2 separate regions of the Rattus norvegicus genome follow, and region 2 is linked to region 1. The links are chromatin contacts, called in public HiChIP or PLAC-seq maps. All regions are on one chromosome and are shown on one strand. Each heading gives the region's core, a stretch centred on a gene start, on an enhancer-like site or on the middle of the called end of the contact. The rest is flanking DNA. Distances are from core to core; before and after follow the strand shown. Region 1 holds the start of Hmgb1 (high mobility group box 1). Region 2 holds the start of Katnal1 (katanin catalytic subunit A1 like 1).

What was found. HiChIP or PLAC-seq counts read pairs in DNA pulled down with a chosen protein or histone mark.
Region 2: a contact with region 1 is called in an H3K27ac HiChIP or PLAC-seq map of oligodendrocytes, with 4 times the contacts expected there. The contact joins the promoter of Katnal1 here to the promoter of Hmgb1 in region 1. A contact is called at or near these places in 3 of 12 Hi-C or Micro-C datasets (Schwann cells, frontal cortex and liver) and 1 of 1 datasets of contacts at active chromatin or transcription factors (oligodendrocytes).

What each region holds. Positions count from the first base shown.
Region 1 is chr12:11,006,719-11,010,887 of GRCr8, reverse strand. Hmgb1 (high mobility group box 1) reads right to left here and starts at 1,652. Exons shown (of 5, transcript NM_012963.3): 1 at 1,498-1,652.
Region 2 is chr12:11,137,719-11,141,821 of GRCr8, reverse strand. It overlaps Katnal1 (katanin catalytic subunit A1 like 1), which reads right to left and starts at 2,669. Exons shown (of 11, transcript NM_001006956.1): 1 at 2,604-2,669.

The DNA.
Region 1 (4,169 bases), core at 403-2,902:
GGGATGAAAAGCAAAACAATAAATCCCCCTCGTGCACCTAAAGTTTACCCAGCTTTAGGAACACCCGGTCTTCGCATCAAACTTTGCTCGGGAGGGCGGAGGCGGCGCTGGGACAGGGCCGGGAGAGGCCGCCCGTTTCCTATCGCTTTGGCCCCGAGATGCGTTTCTGCTCTGACTAAACACGTCCGGTCTGAAGTTTCTCCGAGTAAACAAGGATGAGGGACAAAAGCCACTCCTGCCGCCGCCCCCCCCTCCGCCACCACGGGGGTGTCGGGCTTTTTTTTTCCAACAGGGCCCGTGAAAAGTTGGGGTACCCTGGCGCGCGCGGGGAGGATTCCCCGCCCTCCGAACTTGGCCTGAGGTAGAGGGGGGCTGCGGCTCCGGGCGGGCCCGAGGCCGCCACGTGCGCCCGGAAGGCCGCAGGCTCGCGCCGCCGCCCCCATTTTGTCGGCCGCGGCGCAAGAAGCCCCGCTCGAAATGGGGGCTGGCTCCGCCCGCGGCCGCCAGGGCCGGCGCACGGAATGGCCGCTGCGCGTCTTCCCCGCCTGCGCCGCCGCCGCCGCCGCCGCCGCGAGGGCGAGCGCGGCGAGAATATGGCTCCTTCCCTTTGTGTGTGCGCGCGTGTGAGTGTGTGTATGTGTGTGTGTGTATGTGAGTGTGTGAGGAGACTGAGGCGCGCGGCGGGCGGGGCGCTGGCGCACTCGCCATGGCGGCGGGGGAGGGGCGGGGGCGCGCGGCTCCCCTCCCCCCGCGGCCCCCGCGCCGTCTCCCTCCGCGCGCCCCGCCGCCCCCGCACGGAGAACGCGGGGCTGTGAAGAGAGGAGAGAGGGGAGCGAGAGGAGAGGGGGGGAAAAAAAAAGTTGCCTCAGAACTGCTGCGCCCAGCTTCCCCCGCCCGCACGCCCGCCTTGTTTTCTCTACAGCCAGCAGCGCCGGGCCGAGTCAGCCATGTTCCAGCGAGAGCAGCGGCGCCGCTCCCCCCACTGCCGCCCGCTCGCCCGCCGCCTCGCCCGGCCCGAGCCGCCCCGCACGGCCGCCCCCGGCCCACCCGCGCCGCCCTCGCCCGCAGCGGCGCCCCGCCCGCCGCCCCGCGCTCCCCGCCGCGGCCGCCCATGCAGCCGGGAAGCGCCGCCGCTGCCCGCTCCGCGCACGCCGCCTGCCCGAAACGCTCGGCCCCGGGGGCCACAAACACGTTTAAAAAAATTTTTTTTAAAAATAATCCGGAACACACACAAAAAAAATTTTTTTGCGCCAGTGAGGCGCGGAGGGCGCTGCGGGTGTGAAGTGGCGGCCGCCTGAGGCCCGCGGCTCGGTTCGGGGCAGCGTTCGCGGCGCCCGGCGGAGCCTCGCTCCGTGCGCAGTTCCCCCCACGGTCCCCCCTCATTTGCCTTTGTGTGGAGCCTGACCCGCCGGCTTCGGGCCGCGGGGATCCGGTCGCCGCGCGGGCTACGAGGCTGCCTGAGGCGCTTTCCCCGCCGCTGCGCCGCCCCACACTTACCCTCCGCGAGGCACAGAGTCGCCCAGTGCCCGTCCGGCTCTCGCTTGCCCCGGCGCTGTCTCTATGGAGCTCAATGTACTGCAATGGCTGTGAGAGCGGGAGCCAGACGCAGCCTCCTCACTCTCTCCGCTCTGTAACATTACTCTCCAGCCAGCGCGCCTCCTATTGGCTACCGCCAACTCACGGGGCTCGCTCATTGGCCCGTTCCCTCCCATTGTCCTGACCAGAGCCCGTGCGCCATTGGCTGTCTGCGAGGACACGTCACCGAGGATTGAAACAGCGCGCAAATCTGAATGTGTGAGTGTGTGCCGGGCCGAGAGGCTGAGGCGGGAGAGGCAGCTGCAGAGGCAGCAGCTGCTACGGGAAAGCGGAGCTCTATGGTGTCTGTGTGCCTGCGTCTGCCCCGAGCCAGCCCCACGCCCGAGCCGCGGCGCGCGCGGTCAGGGCCCAGCTCTGCCACAGCCACCGCGGCGTCCTCAGGCCCGAGCGGCTCCCGCAGGCCCGCCCCCCCTCCCGCTCCACGCTCCGGCCCGGAGCCGTTGAGATTCGCGGCCCGTGCTTGGGGATGCGTCCGGGAGTGGGGCGGCTGCTCCGGGGCCTGCGGCCCAAACGCGGGGGCCTCTGTGGGCCCCGGGACGGCTATGCTGTTGCAGCCCACCACAAGACACCCCTCACCTGGGCTCCCGCCTAACGTGCCCACCCTGCCCAGAGGCCTAGGCTGCTCCCACCAGCAGGCGTCCAGTTGCACCCCTTTTTTCTGGTTTTGCTCCAGTTTCCCAGTACTTCTCCAACTCTTTTTTCTTTTGGTCAAACACAAAGCATTGTTTTGAACTTCCCGGACACCAAAGCCTTATTCCGGGGAATTAATGCACAGCCACTGGGGTTTGATACTGGCTGCTCTCAGGAAATGTTTGGGCGGGCCCAACTAGAATTAGCAAATTCGTTAAAGACCTCGTCCCCCCACCCCCGTCCACACACATACACACACACAGGCTGTTTTCTGTGACTCGGTGTGGATTACTGTTGGAATCAAATGAATCTTTGTGATGGCTATCTTCACCCCGATCGCACCACTTAGTGCATACATGTACCTGCTCTAGGATTACCAGCCGTTTAGGGCTACTGTTACCTGAAGGATTAGATGCCATAGAGGACTGTACTTTCTCCCACTCACCAAGCTGGCTGCTCACACTTAAGTCTGCAGAGAAAATAGCCAGGCCAGTTTTAAAGGCCACAGGCTTGCACTAATCCTTGATGGATCTAATATCTTTCTGGGGGGGGCAGAGCACCTCTCTTCAGTTAAAAACAAATGTGCCCCCCCTTTTTATTCTGACTCTTAGACACTTCTCAGATAAACAAAGAATTCCTCCAAAATGCACTTAATCCAAGTCAAAACATTCAAGTCATAGATATTGGGTTAGATTTCTATAGCACTTCTAGGGTTTTATTATTTAATGGATTTGCTTGATTTTACTGTCCTTACTGGGAATAGGCTCGGATAATCTTTTCTGACTAGTGACTTTAAGGTCCATTGCCATTTTTTAACAATACACTCTTGGTCTAGCGACTATCATTGGTGTGACTGAACAGTACACCAAACACACATGCAAAGGCATGTATACACACACACACACACACACACACACACACTGGTGTACTGGCTGGTTTTGTGTGTCAGTTTGACCCACGTTAGAGTCATCAGAGAGGAAGGAGCCTCAGTTGAGAAAATGCCTTCATGAGATCCAGCTGTAAGGCATTTTCTCACTTAGTGATCAGTGGGGACACTCATGGGCTCAATCCATGGTGGGAGATTTCTGGGCTGGTGGTCCTGGGTTCTATCAGAAAGCAGACTTAGTAAGCCATGGGAAGCAAATGAGTAAGTCCACAGCCTCTGTCTGCATCAGCTCCTGCCTTCGGGTTCCAGCCCTGCTTGAGTTCCTGTGCTGTCTTCCTCCATCGTTGGACTATGATCTGGAAGTATAAGCCAAATAAACCCTTTCTTCCCCAATTTGTTTTCTGGTCATGGTGTCTTTGTCACAGAAATAGAAACCCTAACGAAGATGAATGGCTAATGCCTTTAGACCCCACATGCAGGAGGCCTTTAGACCCCACATGCAGGAGGAAGATCTCTGTGGGTTCTAGACCAGCCTGGTGTACACACTGAGTTCCAGGCCTGAACTACATAAGGAGACCCCCCCCCAAACAGAGACCCACTCTATTATTAAGAACTATATAAAACATGTGTTGTGCACTTCCAATATTTTAAAATACATGTTGACATTTAAATTGTTATCTTTACATATACTTAACCTGTCCCACTACATTTGTACTTTATGTGATTACATAACTTCAGCCCTGTTGTATATTGTTAGTTCTTTATAAAATACTCAATAGCTGGGTGGAGAGATGGTTCAGTGGTTAGACCACTGGCTGTGTGCACTTGCAGAAGGCCTGGGTTCAGTTCTCAACCTCCACATGGCAGCTTGCATACATCTACCCATGCGTTCACATAAAATACATGTACAAGTGTATCTTAGGTCAGAATAATTAAGCTATCTTCAATAGTATCCCCACTACTAAGTGCCCTGTCAATCTGAGGGTGCCACTGTTGTTTCTTTCCAGCACTGGCTCTGGTCCAGCTGCCCACTCTGCTAGTGGTCTGGACTAGGCTT
Region 2 (4,103 bases), core at 1,420-3,919, 130 kb before region 1:
TAAATGTGTGTACCGCCACCCCTGGCCTCACCCTGGTTTTTGAGGAGCTTTGGGAATTGAACCCCTGGTCTTTAGGCTTCCATAACCAGCACCAACTGAACTCTCTCTCTCTCCAGTGCCTGCATGGGTTTTAAACCTCTTCTGAAACTTCAGGATGTGACTGAAGTGGAGACTTCTAAGTGGTATCTGGAAAGCACACATTACATAGTCCTCAGGATGTTTGTGGTGACTTTGTAATAGAATGCTTGTGGTGACTTTGTAGTACTCCTCTGCCTGTGATTACAGAGACACAGAATGAGGTGTCACATCAATGATTTAACACCAGGAGAGATCCCGGCCCTGTCCAAGGAGGAGCTGCAGGTGCCTGTCACCAGAGGGGACTTGGAGTTGGCGCTGAAGAAAATCGCCAAGTCTGTCTCTTCTGCAGACCTGGAGAAGTACGGAAGGTGGATGGTTGAGTTCATATCTGAGTGATTGGTCAGCTCTTCTATTTCCGGGAGATTTGTTTATGAAATATGAAGAAATTCCTGAAACTAAAGAAATCTGGGATTTTTTTTTAATGAGAGAAATCTTCACTTAAAGGCCAAAACAAAACAAAAATGCCTAGAGGTACAGAGAAACATAGTTGAGAATAAGAGACGCCCATAGAATCTGCTGGCTTTGGGCTACCAAACCTTATACTCATGCTACAGAACAAGCAAGCTAGAGGCCCGGGATTGAAGAGCCTTCATCAGGACTACTTATAATGATTAGGGGTGTCAAGTTCCTCAGGGCAAGCTCAATCTTTGCCATCAGGAGATCTAATTTCTTCTTGTTGTTTCTTCTCTGCATAGGCATAACTACTTAATGACTGGTGATCAACAACCAACCCCACCTCTTGGAGCCATAGCATTTATATACCCTCTGAGAAGTCCCCAGAATTCCAAACATTACAGTCACAGAAACTATCTGCCTGTTGGCAAAAGTCATATCCCTGGTAGAGCATGAGGCAAATCATAGCCAACTGCTATGGACAATCTGAAGCAGCCCATATATCCCATACCTGGGATTAAAATGAAAACAATTCTTACAAGATTTCTATGTAAATTACATGTTAAAAAAACCAAAGTTCTCACTACACATACTAAAGAGAGGAAATCGACCTGAGTCATGCCTAAGTCCTGCCTAATCCCCGCATTCTGAGACAGGGAGGCAGATCTCTGAGTTCTAGGACACCCTGGTCTGCATAGTGAGTTCTAGCTTGCCAAAACTACACAGTGAAGCCGTGTCTCTAAAACAAAATAAAATGTGAATAAATCAGTCAAATTTTAAAAAAATAGAAAAGGAAATCGAAACACTTCAACATAGTCAAAAGGAGATTCATCAGAAAGTTCAATAAAATTAATAAATTTCTAGTAAAGCTGGCTAGGAAAAGAGAAGAAATGTTTCCCAAATCAGAAATGAAGGAGATCTAGCAATAGAAACTTCAAAGAGAGGGAAAGGTCAAGCAAACTTAATGAAATAGACAAGGGTGTGAGATCACAGCATATCAAAACCCACTAAGAAATCTCATCAGTCAATGAAACAGAGTTTGTGATTTAAGACCTCCCCAAAATACTCCAGACCCATCAGCTTCACATGTGAGTTCTAGCAAGTACTTGGGGAAGAAAGAAACAAATGCTAAAGACAGCTCTCCAGAAAAAGGCAAAAACTAACCATTTAAAGCCTTACTGGTCTTTAAAGTAGAACCAAAATACGTGTGGGCAACATTCAGGCTGGTAAGTAGGGAATGGAGATGGAACAGGGGGTTGGGGGTGGGAGGAGGCATTACTCCATGACATTGAACCTTAATAGCTAAAATGTAAAATTATATATATATATATATATTTATATATATATATATATATATTCAAGACACCACCAAATAACAGCAATATATCTTTCATCAGCTTTCACATTTGTCCTTTTAAATATTACTGTCCTCTGAACACACGCTAATGAATGGGTTTAATATGCCAACAGCTCTGAGGTACTTGAAAAATAAGCAGAAATACCTAGAAATTCACGGTGGGGGGGGAGGCAAAGGCCTTTTTAATGACGACTTTGTCGGGTCTGCTTTGTCGGGTCTCGCATCGACCTTGCGCCATACATACGGTTCTGCACCGAGAGGCAGCACCCTAAGAAGCCCAGGCCCCGCGCGGTGGCGATGGGGCGGGGCCGCGAGTGCGGCGGCTGCGGGGGCCGGAGCGCAGCACTGAGGCTCACCTGCGCTATCCCCGCCCGATGCACACCGCCCAATTCAGCGACTACCCCGGAACTCCCTGCAGACAAAGAGCCACTTTAACACCATTTGAGCAGCTCCCAATTAATCAGTCTGTCGCCGCGCTCCGGACCCCTGGGCTTTGTAGTTCTCGGCCCGAATCATCCAAATAAGGCGGTGAGCCTGAAGAGCCACCGAACTACAAGGCCCATGATACCCTGCGACTGGTGCTACTGTCCGCTGGACGCTCCGGCTTCTACCCGGGAGCGGCCTGGTGTTGGTGGCCGAGGGATTGCGGAGAGAGGCTCCCCTCCGGGGCTCCGCAACCCGGCTCTCCCAGTCACGCCCGGCCCCTCGGGCTCACCACTTAGATCTTGCAGGTCAGGGCTGTCAAGGAGCGGGGAGGGACGAGGCGGGGCGCCGCTAGCCGCCGCCCGGAGTCCGTTAGTTCGTGGCTGGCGCGGAGAGGCGGTGGCGCACGGTTGCCATGGCAGCTGCGGCAGCGCTGCGGAGAGGGCGTGGGGCTGAGTCAGCGCTGGGAAGCGGGGCTGTGAGGAAGGATGCGCAGGGACGAGTGTGGCGAGCTCGGAGCCCTCACCGGACACGATGAGGAAGGAACCCAAGACCCTAGGTGGGGCGTGCAGCACCTGCCGCATCCGGGCGGGACGTGTGCAGCGGCAGAGCGCTGCTTCTAAGGAGGCGACCTTTGCTGAGCCATCTCTGTAGACTGAAGGCCTCTGGCCAGCCCCCTCCTGCCATCCTCTTGGGAGTAGAGACCGAGCCATTGCATAAGATGGCGTGTGCACGCTGCCTACAGGAAGATTCCGGACTCTTTGGAACTCGTAAATGGCACTGATCCCCACCCATTGAATTCGAAGCTATAATGTGACTTAGGCACACGTTTGCACACTCTCCAGGTTCCTCAGTGTAGTGTAGGCCGGGATTAACGACCTAAATTTCTAACACAGCGCCCTGGCTAACTGGTCAGTAGCCGATGACTCGAGGCACCTTACCTAACCTGCTCTGACGTTTTAGCCTGCAAAATGGAGCTACTATATCCCTGTGTTCCTGAGAGAAACGTTTGTGATGATGAAACGGTATAGAAGTCTGGCAGCCCACACAGTAGCTTTCAGATACTAGTTAATCCAGTAGTGATAAAAGTCCAAATATTTGGCTAGCAGTTGAAGGTGGGTTGGCCGAGGTGGGCAGTTGTCCTGTACCGATTTAAAAGGTTTAGGTCAGGGAAATGTCTGTAACTGTCAGAACTCATGGAATAGAACAGTTATGGTTTGTACATTTTATTGTATATAAATTTACCTCAAAAGGGATGTAATGCCTTAGGAAAATAAATCAATAAAAAAGAAGAAGTGAATTACTGTCCTTAATATTTTCTCATAATTACCTCTTAAGAAATTAGGGCAGGCAGGGCACAGTATCTAGTGCCTTTAATCCTGGCACCCAGGAGGCAGAGGCCAGCCTGGTCTACAAATTGAGTCCAGGACAGCCAGTGCTTGTTACACAAAGAAACCCTATTTTGAAAACAAACAAAAATACAAAAGAAAGAAAAGAACTAGGTTAGGACTAAGGGTGTCACTCCTTTGTTTAAAGCCCCTGCACCACATAAACCTCTGTAACCCAGCATTCAGGAGAATGCAAGCAGGAGGATTAAGTATTCAGGACCAACCTGAGTTACATAAAGCATAAAGGTCAGCTTGGGATGTGCCAGACCCTGTAGAAGAAAAGAACAGGTAAATTATGATGGATCGGGGTAGTGACTCACACTTGTAATCTCAGAACACGGGAGGCCAACCTGGGCTATAAAGTGAGACTGTCTCGGGGTTGGGGATTTACCTCAGTGGTAGAG